Linked DNA regions of Pan troglodytes: all the other regions are linked to region 2. A link is a contact called in public Hi-C data. All regions are on one chromosome and are shown on one strand. Each heading gives the region's core, a stretch centred on a gene start, on an enhancer-like site or on the middle of the called end of the contact. The rest is flanking DNA. Distances are from core to core; before and after follow the strand shown.

Region 1 (3,688 bases), core at 109-2,608, 320 kb before region 2:
CTGTTTACATATATATTCTTAATGCCAAGGATCCTGAAAGAGCAAAGTAATACACCAAAGAGGCTAACAATTTGTAGATCAAAGTATATTCCCACTGACATTAAGTTAAGGATAACTAAAGAAGATCCTCATGAAAAAAAATCCTTTAGAATCTAGATCAGAGTTATTGACTTTTGTCTACTTATTTTCCTTTCTTTGGGGATCTTCCTGAATTTACCTATTTGAATTTTTTTAAAAAAAAATCACAGTTCATGGCAAAGCTAAAAAAAAGTTAATATCAAATATATGTATGCACGTACATAGCATGTGTGTGGTTTAGGGTGCATGTGGGGAAGTTAATGTGGGTAGTTCACAGGCTTATTTTCAAAGACAAGGCAAATATCTCAAAATATAAATAGTCTATATATCCAGTTTAATATTTCAATTTCGTATATGTGTATATTTAAAAGACATGGGATATGGGAAGAAAAGTGATAGAAAATAGAGCAAAATAGCATATAATAAAGGAGGTAACTAAAGAAATGACCACAGGGAAACTGAATTTATCAATTGAACTCTACTTCAACTTTAACATGTTATTAAAAAATAAAAAGTAAAGTTGCTACAATATCCAGGAGGAAACCAAGAAAGAAACAAACCAAACAAGAGTAGTTGAAGGAGGAGGAGTAGATTAGTTGAAAGTTGGGGACAGAATGGAGGAAGGTATTGTTAAATGGGAGTGAGATTAAAAGTAGTCATTCATGAAACTAAAAAACTCTAGTCTAGCCGTGTTATTATAGATAAGAAAAATGATCAAAGAGGTTAAGAAACGTTTTCAAGTTTAAAAGCTGGCTTAGATTTAAAAAAGACAGAAAGCACAAAGAGCAAAAGTATCTTGTGCTCTTTCCAGCATACCAGAATCCTATATTAATAATAAAAACAATATGGCAATCAACAGAATCCTCCCAACAACCACCACATGATCCGTAAACTGTGCTGGCTTCTTATGAATGCTCAACCAATATGAGTAATGTATTTTTAAAAACTACATCCAAATAGTGAACTAGCCAAGATGATTAAAGGAAAAAATAAACTTATAAGAATATTTAAGCATGTACATTAATTTTTTCACAATTATATATATACATGTGTATGTCTTGTATATATCTTCTATCTGAATATATACATGTGTATCTTCTATCTGAATATATACATGTATATCTTTTTTATTGCAAAGTGAACTAGACTTTAACATGGTTTGCTGGGGCTTTAGTTTTAAAAAATGCAGCCAAAAATTCTTAGCATGTGAGTTGTCCTGTCATTGCAAATTGGAACTCTGGAGCATGACCATCTCAAATTGTTGCCCACTCAATGGCACAAAGCCTCTTTGGATCACTGGCTTCCTGCTTATAAAGCCATAATATATGCTATGAGTAGGGCTCATGAGCAATGAGTAATGAGATGGTAATAACTGACATCAAACATCCCTGGACAATCACAGCATTCTCAGAGGATTCCTAGAGGCTTTTCTTTAGTATTTAAAGACTCTGAAAACTCCCAAATGCTAGTCCACATCTGCAAACAAGGGATTTCTAAACATCTAAAATAAGAAAATTTATGAAATAAAAATAGGAAATAAAAGCCACTGTCAGGTTTTTAAAAAACAACCTAGATTACATGAAAAGACATATGTAAAGGCATAATATTAAGCAAAAAAAATACACAAGGAATGGCATTGATTTTACCATAATGGAGAAAATTAGAATTTAAACTCACTATCTAATTTTATAAAATTATAGTAATACATAGAACTTTTCCCTAAGTTTACAGCAGAAAGGAAGTTTACATGCAAAACTTACTGTTTTGTTGATTGATGTTACAGGGGTCCACCATTGGGACATGAACAGGTGCAAAACAGGTAGAAGAAACTCTCCACGCATTTGCGTGAAGTTGTGGTGTACCTTCTATCATGCCTGATGGAGAACTAGAAAGCAAAGACAATGCTCATCTTCATGTATCTCTCATTCATTTGTTCATAACTTTCAGATATTTAAATAAGAGAATACTATTTTTCATAATGTACAAGGAAATCTTACAGCTTGAAATTTTCTACCAGTTTAAAAAAAAGTACAACGATATTAAGCTCCATATTATTGACATTTTGCAATGTGCCAAATTGTAGACATACATGATTTTATTTAATCTTCATCTCAAACTTATAAGAAAAACATCTTTTATCCCCATTTTACAGAGAAAGCAAAGCAGAATCTCCGAGAAATATTAAATTACACTAAGCTGCTAAGTATCAAAGTCACAATTCACAGTTCTCCCTGACTTAACCACATACACTCACACAACCAAAACTTTAGCATGTGTGTGGTTGAGGGTGCATGTGGGGAAGTTAGTATGGGCATTTCACATGATTTTTTTCAAAGTAAAGACAAATATCTCAAAATATAAATAGTCTATACATCCAGTTCAATATTTCAATTTCCATTATGAGATCCGAAATATCAAGATTCCATTATGAAGTGGGCAAACCAAATGAAAAACATCTATCTTAAAACTACAACAGTGTTTAGGAAACAAACACACAATTCCACCCCCAGCAGCCATTCAGATGTATTCATTCATCAACCAACATTTATTAAGTGACAACCCCTATTGGACAATGTGCCAGACACTATCAAAACTTCTTAGGAATCAGGTTGAACTAGATCTCCTGCAGGAAGTTTTTGACCACACCACAATCCTGACTGTGTTAACTCCTCCAATATGGCTAAGTAGAAGAGTAGGCATTATCTCAGCTTTCTCTAGTGTCCTTATAGATTAACTATTTTCACTGGAGCTGCTCAGCAGAGTGACCGAGAGAGGACAAAAAAAGGGAGCAATGCAAGCCATTTCCTTGTCCCCACCCTTTCGTCCTTCTCTCCTTTTCCTATTCCTCAAAATCAAACTAGCCCATAACTGTAAAGAACTGCAACAAACACCCTAGTACAAAATCTCATTTTGCTTATTTAAGAACACTGAGACTCAAAGTAATTGCATGGTTTGTGCTAGTTCATTTCTTCTCATTCTTTCCCCCTTCCTGCTCTCTTCACTCCTCTGAAGGACAATAAAATAGGTCAGGGTGACAGGTCAAGGTTTCCAGGTGGAACTGACTTAGAGCTTGGCTCTCTTATTTCATTTAGTTTACCTTAAAACAATAAATTTTAAAAATAGAGCTAAAATGTGGACTTATTTATTGTCTTTCATTTTATAAAATAACCTTTCAGCTCACCATAGTCGACTTATTATAATAAGGCATACAAAATATGTTTTCAAGTAATTAATATTTTCTATTCCGCAATGTCTGCATATTCACATTAACCTTTGTGAAGAAAGAGTTTTAACTACTTAAGTTGGAAAGCTAAACACTGTTCACAAGTTATCTCTGACTCCGAAGTATCATCTTGCACTCTTATCACACCTAAATGTTTATACGTGGCGGGGACTGGTGCCTTAGAAAGAGGCAGACAGATCTGCCGACTCTTAAACATTGACTGCTGACCCATTGTGACAAACAAAGAAGAGAAAACAGGATTAATGTCTTTTCTGAACATCATAGCCAAGCCACTTAATGTAGTTTCTGCTTCTCAAGTGTGGTGAAGATATCAATATTTTGACCTACAAATAAATAAAACAAAAAACTGAATTACCTAAAAACAAG
Region 2 (3,648 bases), core at 535-3,034:
TTTGCATCCTGAAATAAGTGCTTGAATCAGGAATAGCATACTTCCCACTAAATTCCTTTTGCCTGAATGAAATCTTCAGATTCCCATCTATACTGCATGGGCACTTTTAAGAGCTACCACATAGGCCATAACGTTCTTGGAAAACAGTATATGCTGTCAGTTTGCCTAGGTAGAGACAGGAGCTGACAAGGCAATCCTCAAGTTCCTTTCTTTTATTCTGAGAGCTGTATTCTGTGGATAGGGATTTTGTATTTTAGTGCTAACAATGTTTTTCAATACCTAACACCATGAGTATTCAAAGGTCTAATGTTATCTTTAATGTATGTAATGAACATACAATGATACAATGGTACATCTTATGAATATTACATTCATTTTCTATTCCTACAATGTTTTCAGAGGAAATATTTTTACCCTGACCTGGATTCTATCGCTATCCTAATAATTGTGGTTCAGAAAATTGTCTCACAGGCAGACAGTTTCCTAATCATGTTTTACTCAATTATTTTATTTCTCAATATGATAGGCTGTGAAGTAGTCCACTGGAAAAGGCATCATGCTGAGAGTAAGAAAAGCTTATTTGTTCACTGCTCTATCTCCAGCACCTAGAACAATGCCTGACCCAGAACAGGTGCATAGTATTTGCTGAGTGAATTCTAATCCTACTTCTGGGTAAAATTAAGTAAATTAATTAGTTCTAGAGGGACTCTGTCTAGATGACCCCTAAACTTCCATGGTAAGGTTTTGTGGTTTTTATCTTGGCTTTTCTAAATGCTCTAAAAATAGTAGTGGATGGTAACAATGCAGTGTTCAGTAAAATCAATTGGTGGAGATTGTTGATAGATGGCTCATAAGACATCAGTATTACAAATCCTATGTGTGTGCGCGTGTGGTCATACAAGGCAAAGTTAAAGTCTTTTTTTTATGACGATGATAAATTAGTCTTGTTTGGGCGAGTGAACTCAAGAGGTGGTTCAAATAAATGTCATATTTTTCATTGTATCTTCAGTGCCTAGTACAGTTACTGGCTCATAGTACGTATTCAATAAATAGTGGTTGAATTAATTGCCTTCATTAACGTTCCGTTTAAATGCTAGACGCAGCTAGGTCTTTACCCCTCCTTGGAAAGAGATGGAACTGTAACCAGAAATCCCTTAAAAGGTAAGGACCAGTAATCAGGCTGAGCTAAGCTCATGGGTAGTACGAGACAGGCTTAAAGCACTGAAGGAAGAAAGACGAGAACCCAAGCGTGAGAGAAAGCAAAACAAAACAAGTAAAGAGAGGAAGAAAAACATTTCTAAAGTGGGGGTTGGCAGGAAGCCACCGCAATTACAGCAGGTCAACCCTTGTCAATAGGTGGTCACCTCAAGAACTTACCATTAAAACCCTCGGCTACACAGACCCCACTTTTAAAAGGTTATTAATTCTGACATGTCCAAGTTCATCTGAGTTCCTTAGAAAGAGCAACCAGCAGCACCTACTTCACGACCTATCCCCCATTCCATTCAAATAACGCAGCCAATGGGAAAATCCTCCGCCCTGAGCCAACGACTCGGCGTAGCTGAGACAGCCCGGGAGGCAGATCTGCCCTGTAGAGCCTTGCGGTTCCACTGCTGGCCTCCGGATTCCCGGGAGCCCCCAGCCCGACAGGACAACCTTCCTTCCCCGCTTCCTCCTTTCCAGGTCCGTCCCAGCCCCCGCTGCCTGGGCCACACCCTCTTCCCTCCGGTGGCCCAGCCACCCCCGCCGCAGTTCGCGGGAGCGCTCTTCCTGGGGCGGGCGCAGTCCCAGGGCGCATGCGCACTGGTCGAAGGGCGCCTCCCAGTCCGGATCTCGCGAAGTTACGTTAGATTGGCCGCCGGTGACGGGTGGCCGTGCTGGGGGCGGGAGGGCTTCTGTGGTAGGAAGGGAGGTCCGCTCGGCCGGGTGCGCCGCCCCAGTGCTCTGTGGGATACTGGAAGTCTCGAGCGTCGGCTCCGGGTTCCCAGCCCTCCTCTGGCCCGCACTCATAGAAACATTCACACACCCCCTGCCTCCCCTCTCTTCCCTCTCCGCCTCCCCCTTCCCCCCCTCGCGATAAGAAGACCCGGCGGCAGGAGAGGGGATGAAGATGGCGGACGCGAAGCAGAAGCGGAACGAGCAGCTGAAACGCTGGATCGGCTCCGAGACGGACCTCGAGCCTCCGGTGGTGAAGCGCCAGAAGACCAAGGTGAAGTTCGACGATGGCGCCGTCTTCCTGGCTGCTTGCTCCAGCGGCGACACGGACGAGGTCCTCAAGCTGCTGCACCGCGGCGCCGACATCAATTACGCCAATGTGGACGGACTCACTGCCCTGCACCAGGTCTGTGCGCCCCGCCGCCGGCTCTCCTGACCGTGAGGGTTCTCGTCGGCCTCCTGCTCGGGCCTGCCCTCAGTTCTCCACCTCTTGAGGCTGGGGGCGGCGGGAGACTCCCTGCTGCGGGATGAGGGGGCGGTTTCCCCAAAGGGCGGGAGGGAGAGCTGGTGGAAGGGAGGGCGCTGGGCTTGAGGCCCCCCTTCAGAACAGTTGCTGGTGGAGTTGGGAACCGGGTGATTTCCGGGGCATAGGGGAAAAGGAACTGTGGTCGTCTTGGGGCCCCAGGGCCATTCGTGGATAAGTCTGGGATTTGGGGTCGAGACAAGGAGGGGTGTAGTGGGGTTGTGCCTGGGCCCCGGTGTCAGTGGTATATTCGGAGGGGTGGATGCTGAAGGAAGAAAACTAACAAGGGGCATTAGGGACGGTTAGGCAGATGAACATCTTTGACTTGTAGGTGGGCATTGGATTTGTTGCACTTTTTAGGACTTGATTATAAATGATGATAATAATAGTAATCTAGAGCCCTAAGCTGAGTGCCCTGAACGAACGATTTCCTGTTTTCTCATTTATTACTCTTGGTCACTGGGGAGGGGAAAACAGGGTGTAATTAGCTGATCTGCACCGGCTGAAAGGAAGGGGATGGAAGTGGGTAGAGTAAAGAAGCCCTCTAAAGGGCTTGCCCACCTCCGGACCGGAACGTGTTGAGTCTGATACCCGAAGTTTGCCGCAGTGTCAGAGATCCTTGAGCCCCAGGTCCTGGGGTGTGCACTGGTGTTAGAAAGAGAAGAATAAATAGGGGACACTCTTTTCAAAGCCGGTTACCAAGCTCTGGTTTTTCTTTTGGGGGTGGGAAAAAAGAAAGCTGGTCACAAACTTTTCTCAAAATGGATGCTTTGTGCATATTAAAGTTTTATAGTAGTCTGATTGGGATCTCTCAATGTTAGCCAAATAAGGAGAAACTATTGGCAATCCAGAGATAATGTTGCCTTGCCTTTAACAGGCCAAAAGCAACACAACCACGTAGAGTTATGCATAAAAAGCAATTTTTAAGTGATGGTAATAGGTGACAAAACATAGGCTTTTTCTATTTTTTTAGCGGGCAACTTGGAATAATTGTAATAGAAAATGACTTTGCAGCAATAGCTTCCCCTTAACAATGAAAAGACTTGTAAGCTATCTCAAAGTTGCCTTGGTTGTGTGTGGAAGATGCATAGCCTTATTTTGAGTAATGTTGTAGTAAAAACTTGTTTGGGAGGTTGAAACTCAAGGCTTTATATTTCATGAATATTAACTTGACGCCTTTTTAAAAAAGG
Region 3 (3,587 bases), core at 36-2,535, 390 kb after region 2:
TTTTCTTTTTCTTTTTTTTGAGAAGGAGTCTCACTTTGTCTCCCAGGCTGGAGTGCAGTGGCACGATCTCAGCTCACTGCAACCTCCACCTCCTGGGTTCAAGCGATTCTCCTGCCTCAGCCTCCTCTCCTGCCTCAGCTGGGATTACAGGCTCCCGCCACCATGCGTGGCTAATTTTTGTATTTTTAGTAGAGACTAGTTTCACCATGTTGGCCAGGCTGGTCTCCAACCCCTGACCTCAGGTGATCCACCCGTCTCGGCCTCCCAAAGTGCTGGGATTACAGGCATGAGCCACTGCACCCAGCCGAGTTTAAGATTTCTAGCAGCCTTCTTTTCTTTTCTTTTTTCTTTTCTTTTCTCTATCTCTCTTTCTTTTTCTTTCTTTCTTTCTTTCCTTCTTTCTTTCTCTTCCCTTTTTTTTTTTCAGACAGGGTCTTGCTTTGTCACCCAGGCTAGAGTGCAGTGGTGTGATCACAGCTACTGCAGCCTCAAACTCCTGGGCTCAAAGGATCCTCCCACCCCAGCCTCCTGAGGAGCTGGGACTACAGGTGCACACCTGTATAATAGTACATGACTATTTTTATTTTTTTAGAGATGGGGTCTTGCTATGTTGCCCAGGCAAACCTTGAACTCCCAGCCTCAAGTGATCCTCCTGCCTTAACTTCCCAAAGTGTTGGGATTACAGACATTAGCCACTACCCCTGCTAGCTTTGCTTTCTTTGGTACGCCCCGGCTAGGACCAAATTTACTGGGACCCCGTTTATACACATAGTTTCTCAAGCAGTGAGAAACATGTGCCCCTGCTCCCTATGTTTGCATACATGACTAATCTACTAATAGCTTTTGACCATTTGGGCAACCCTGCATTTAAGCAAACCAAATATTTGTAACTTGAATATGGAAACAAAACAGAAATCCTGTACCAATGGGCTGTGCTGGATTATTTAACTTTTCATTTCTTTGAAGGGCTCCTTTTGCCCTTAGAGATAGCATTTGAGAGAAACTCCAAAATTCAGGCAGAAATTCAGGACAAAAAAGCAAGTTTAACCTCTGGTTTCTGAACTGTGGTGCATATTAGGCAAGACTGTTCCGGATAGACCAGAAACTTTGGCCTGTGCAATTCATGCTGCATGTCGCTATGATGTGCATCTGGATGTATTCACCCTGAGGTTGTTTATTTACAATGAGAATTGAAGGAAAAGTTCAGAAACATCCTGTCACAGGATGTGTGGATAGGCCTGCTGAATGCTGAAGCCAGAGGAAAGCAGGAAAGTTTCAGCAATTAGTGATGGCATTGCCCTCTAGTGGTTTGTCCATGGCTTAAAAATGAATATACTGCAGGTGTATCCCAGTTCTCCAAAGAATTGTCCCAAATAAACTGTCAGATTGTGTACGGAAAAGAGAAAAGGAGGGGAAAGAGGAAGGGAGCAAGAGGGAAAGAAAGGAGGAGGGAGAGGATTCTTGCCAGGATAGCCCATCTCAGCAGCTAGGAAGCTCTAGGAGCCAGGCTTTCTGTAGAAGGCTTCTGACATCCAATTAGGCCCTCAGTGAAAACATTTTTTTCCCAAGCTTCTGGCAAGTGATTCTAGCTAAAAGTCACTATTCACGATTTGTAATAGGGCCCTGGGTTCCTTTCCAGCCTCCACAGCTTTGTACCAGCTTCCCCTCCCTGGTCCACATTCCATTCCTAGGTAAGTCATCACACGTGCTGAGAGGTAGAACCATCTGCAGGGCAAAGTGTGTAGGTAGACCAGGCTTCTTTTCTTGCACCCCCACCCTTCTTTGTTTCCTTTATGCCTCATTGTCATCTCCCCAAATACTTTTGCTGCCCTTTATACTTAATTTCCTGTTGGCTCCCCACAGAAGAGCTGGTGGCCCAATTCCTCAGGTGCCTGAAAGAATGTTTAAAGAGCTGCCTCAGCCTTTAGAGAATGACAGGAATGCTGACAATTTCAGGCAGTACTTTTCAGTCCCACTGGAAAGAAAGTTTTGGCCCAGAGATGGGGCGGGGTGCAGGGGTGGGAGGGATGGGTTTGGGGGGTCTGTGTGTGTAAGAGGAGCTTCAAAACCACCTCAGATCATAATTACCTAAGGCTATGGACTTGTCTGAAGCCTGGGAGTCTCATCGTGGAGTCATCTCGTGTTTGTTGACCTATAGGAACAGAGGCCTCTGGGAAAGTGGTTGTTTGTGTAGCAAATTATAGATATGTGAAATTAATTTGGCTCTGAGTCTTGAGACATGAGTTATTTCTCATAATATTTTAGTCATAGTCCCCATAGTTGGTAAACAGAGTAAGAAAACTTTTCAGTGTTGAAATGTAGACTATTATTCCTGGGTTTGTTAAATCCTGGAACTTCTCCTGAGTCTAATTTCATTACAGGAAGGAGGGGAAAATTGTGAAGGTTTGACTCAGAACTGTCACCACAGTCTTTCTGATTCTCTATCCACATAAAGTTTTTTATTTGGTTATTTTTGAATGCTTTTTATTCAACTCAGAGCAACTTCGTCTTAAATAGGGGGGCTAGGTAAAATAAGGCTGAGGCCTACTGGGCTGCATTCCCAGACAGTTAGGAATTCTAAGTCACAGGATCAGATAAGAGGTGGGCACAAGATACAGGTCATAAAGGCCTTGCTGGTAAAAACAGGTTGCAGTAAAGAAGCCGACTAAAACCCACCAAACCAAAACCAAGATGACGATGAGAGTGACCTCAGGTTGTCCTCACTGCTACACTCCCATCAGCGCCATCACAGTTTACCCTATATGGTCTAAAAAGGGGAGGCATGAATAATCCACTTCTTGTTTAGCGTATCATCAAGAAATAACTGGAAAAGTGGGCAACCAGCAACCTGTGGGGCAGCTCTGACTATGGAGTAGCCATTCCTGTATTACTTTCCTAGTAAAAAGCCATTACTTTCCTAGCAAACTTGCTTTCACTTTATGGATTTGCCTCAAATTCTTTTTTGTGCAAGATCCAATAACCCTCTTTTGGGGTCTGGATCAGGACCTCTTTCTGGTAACATGAGGACAGTCAAAACCCACATCACAAACACAACAACCTTTGTGACACTTAGAGGAATTTCAAATGAGGAAGATGATTTGGTTGGTTGGGACTTAGTCTGGTAATGTGAGGCCTCTGCTTTAAATTATTTATTTACCTGTTATTCTAAGGCATGTCTGGCTCTTGATGAAGACTTACTGTTACCTTCAACTGTTGCAGCCACTTCACAGGACTGTCCTTCTCCACCTTTTGTCTCCATGAAAACCACCTTGGAAACATAAATGTGTTACTTAGGAGAGGCAACACTTCAACTTACATTTAAAGAGTGCAAACATTACCATGCTTAACCAATTTAGTGAGAATCTTTCCTTATGTTAAGGTATAAACACAAAAGGATCTTATTTTTCCCATAATTGCTACTAACTGTGTTTTTTTTAAAAACTCTGCCTGCTGGGCAGTAAGCTCCCTTAATGGTGTCTCAGCCTAGTTCTATAACTTGTGTCACATCCAGTTTATTAAAAATGCTCTCATTGGAATCTTAAGACTCAGAAGTGTTCTTTTAAAAAGTGTAAAAATCATTTTCTATC

What was found. A called contact is a pair of places that touch in the nucleus more often than the background predicts.
Region 1: a Hi-C map of stem cell-derived neural progenitor cells shows a contact between it and region 2, with 3 times the contacts expected there. The contact joins the enhancer-like site here to the promoter of PPP1R12A in region 2. A contact is called at or near these places in 1 of 7 Hi-C or Micro-C datasets (stem cell-derived neural progenitor cells) and 1 of 1 datasets of contacts at active chromatin or transcription factors (stem cell-derived excitatory neurons).
Region 3: a contact with region 2 is called in a Hi-C map of stem cell-derived neural progenitor cells, with 3 times the contacts expected there. The contact joins the enhancer-like site here to the promoter of PPP1R12A in region 2. A contact is called at or near these places in 1 of 7 Hi-C or Micro-C datasets (stem cell-derived neural progenitor cells) and 1 of 1 datasets of contacts at active chromatin or transcription factors (stem cell-derived excitatory neurons).

Annotation. Positions count from the first base shown.
Region 1 is chr10:87,053,406-87,057,093 of NHGRI_mPanTro3-v2.0_pri, reverse strand. OTOGL (otogelin like) reads right to left here. Exons shown (of 58, transcript XR_010148372.1): 19 at 1,839-1,963. Among named protein-coding and RNA genes, the nearest start is that of OTOGL, 74 kb to the right of the region's middle. Within about 2 kb of position 1,358, at least 1 of the 24 cell types and tissues checked has an H3K27ac peak or open chromatin away from gene starts, as enhancers often do. A contact at or near this core is called in stem cell-derived neural progenitor cells, where this site is marked.
Region 2 is chr10:86,729,090-86,732,737 of NHGRI_mPanTro3-v2.0_pri, reverse strand. It overlaps PPP1R12A (protein phosphatase 1 regulatory subunit 12A), which reads left to right and starts at 1,784. Exons shown (of 25, transcript XM_001163581.6): 1 at 1,784-2,341. The coding sequence starts at 2,105.
Region 3 is chr10:86,341,554-86,345,140 of NHGRI_mPanTro3-v2.0_pri, reverse strand. No RefSeq gene overlaps it. Among named protein-coding and RNA genes, the nearest start is that of MIR1252, 130 kb to the right of the region's middle. Within about 2 kb of position 1,285, at least 4 of the 24 cell types and tissues checked have an H3K27ac peak or open chromatin away from gene starts, as enhancers often do. A contact at or near this core is called in stem cell-derived neural progenitor cells, where this site is marked.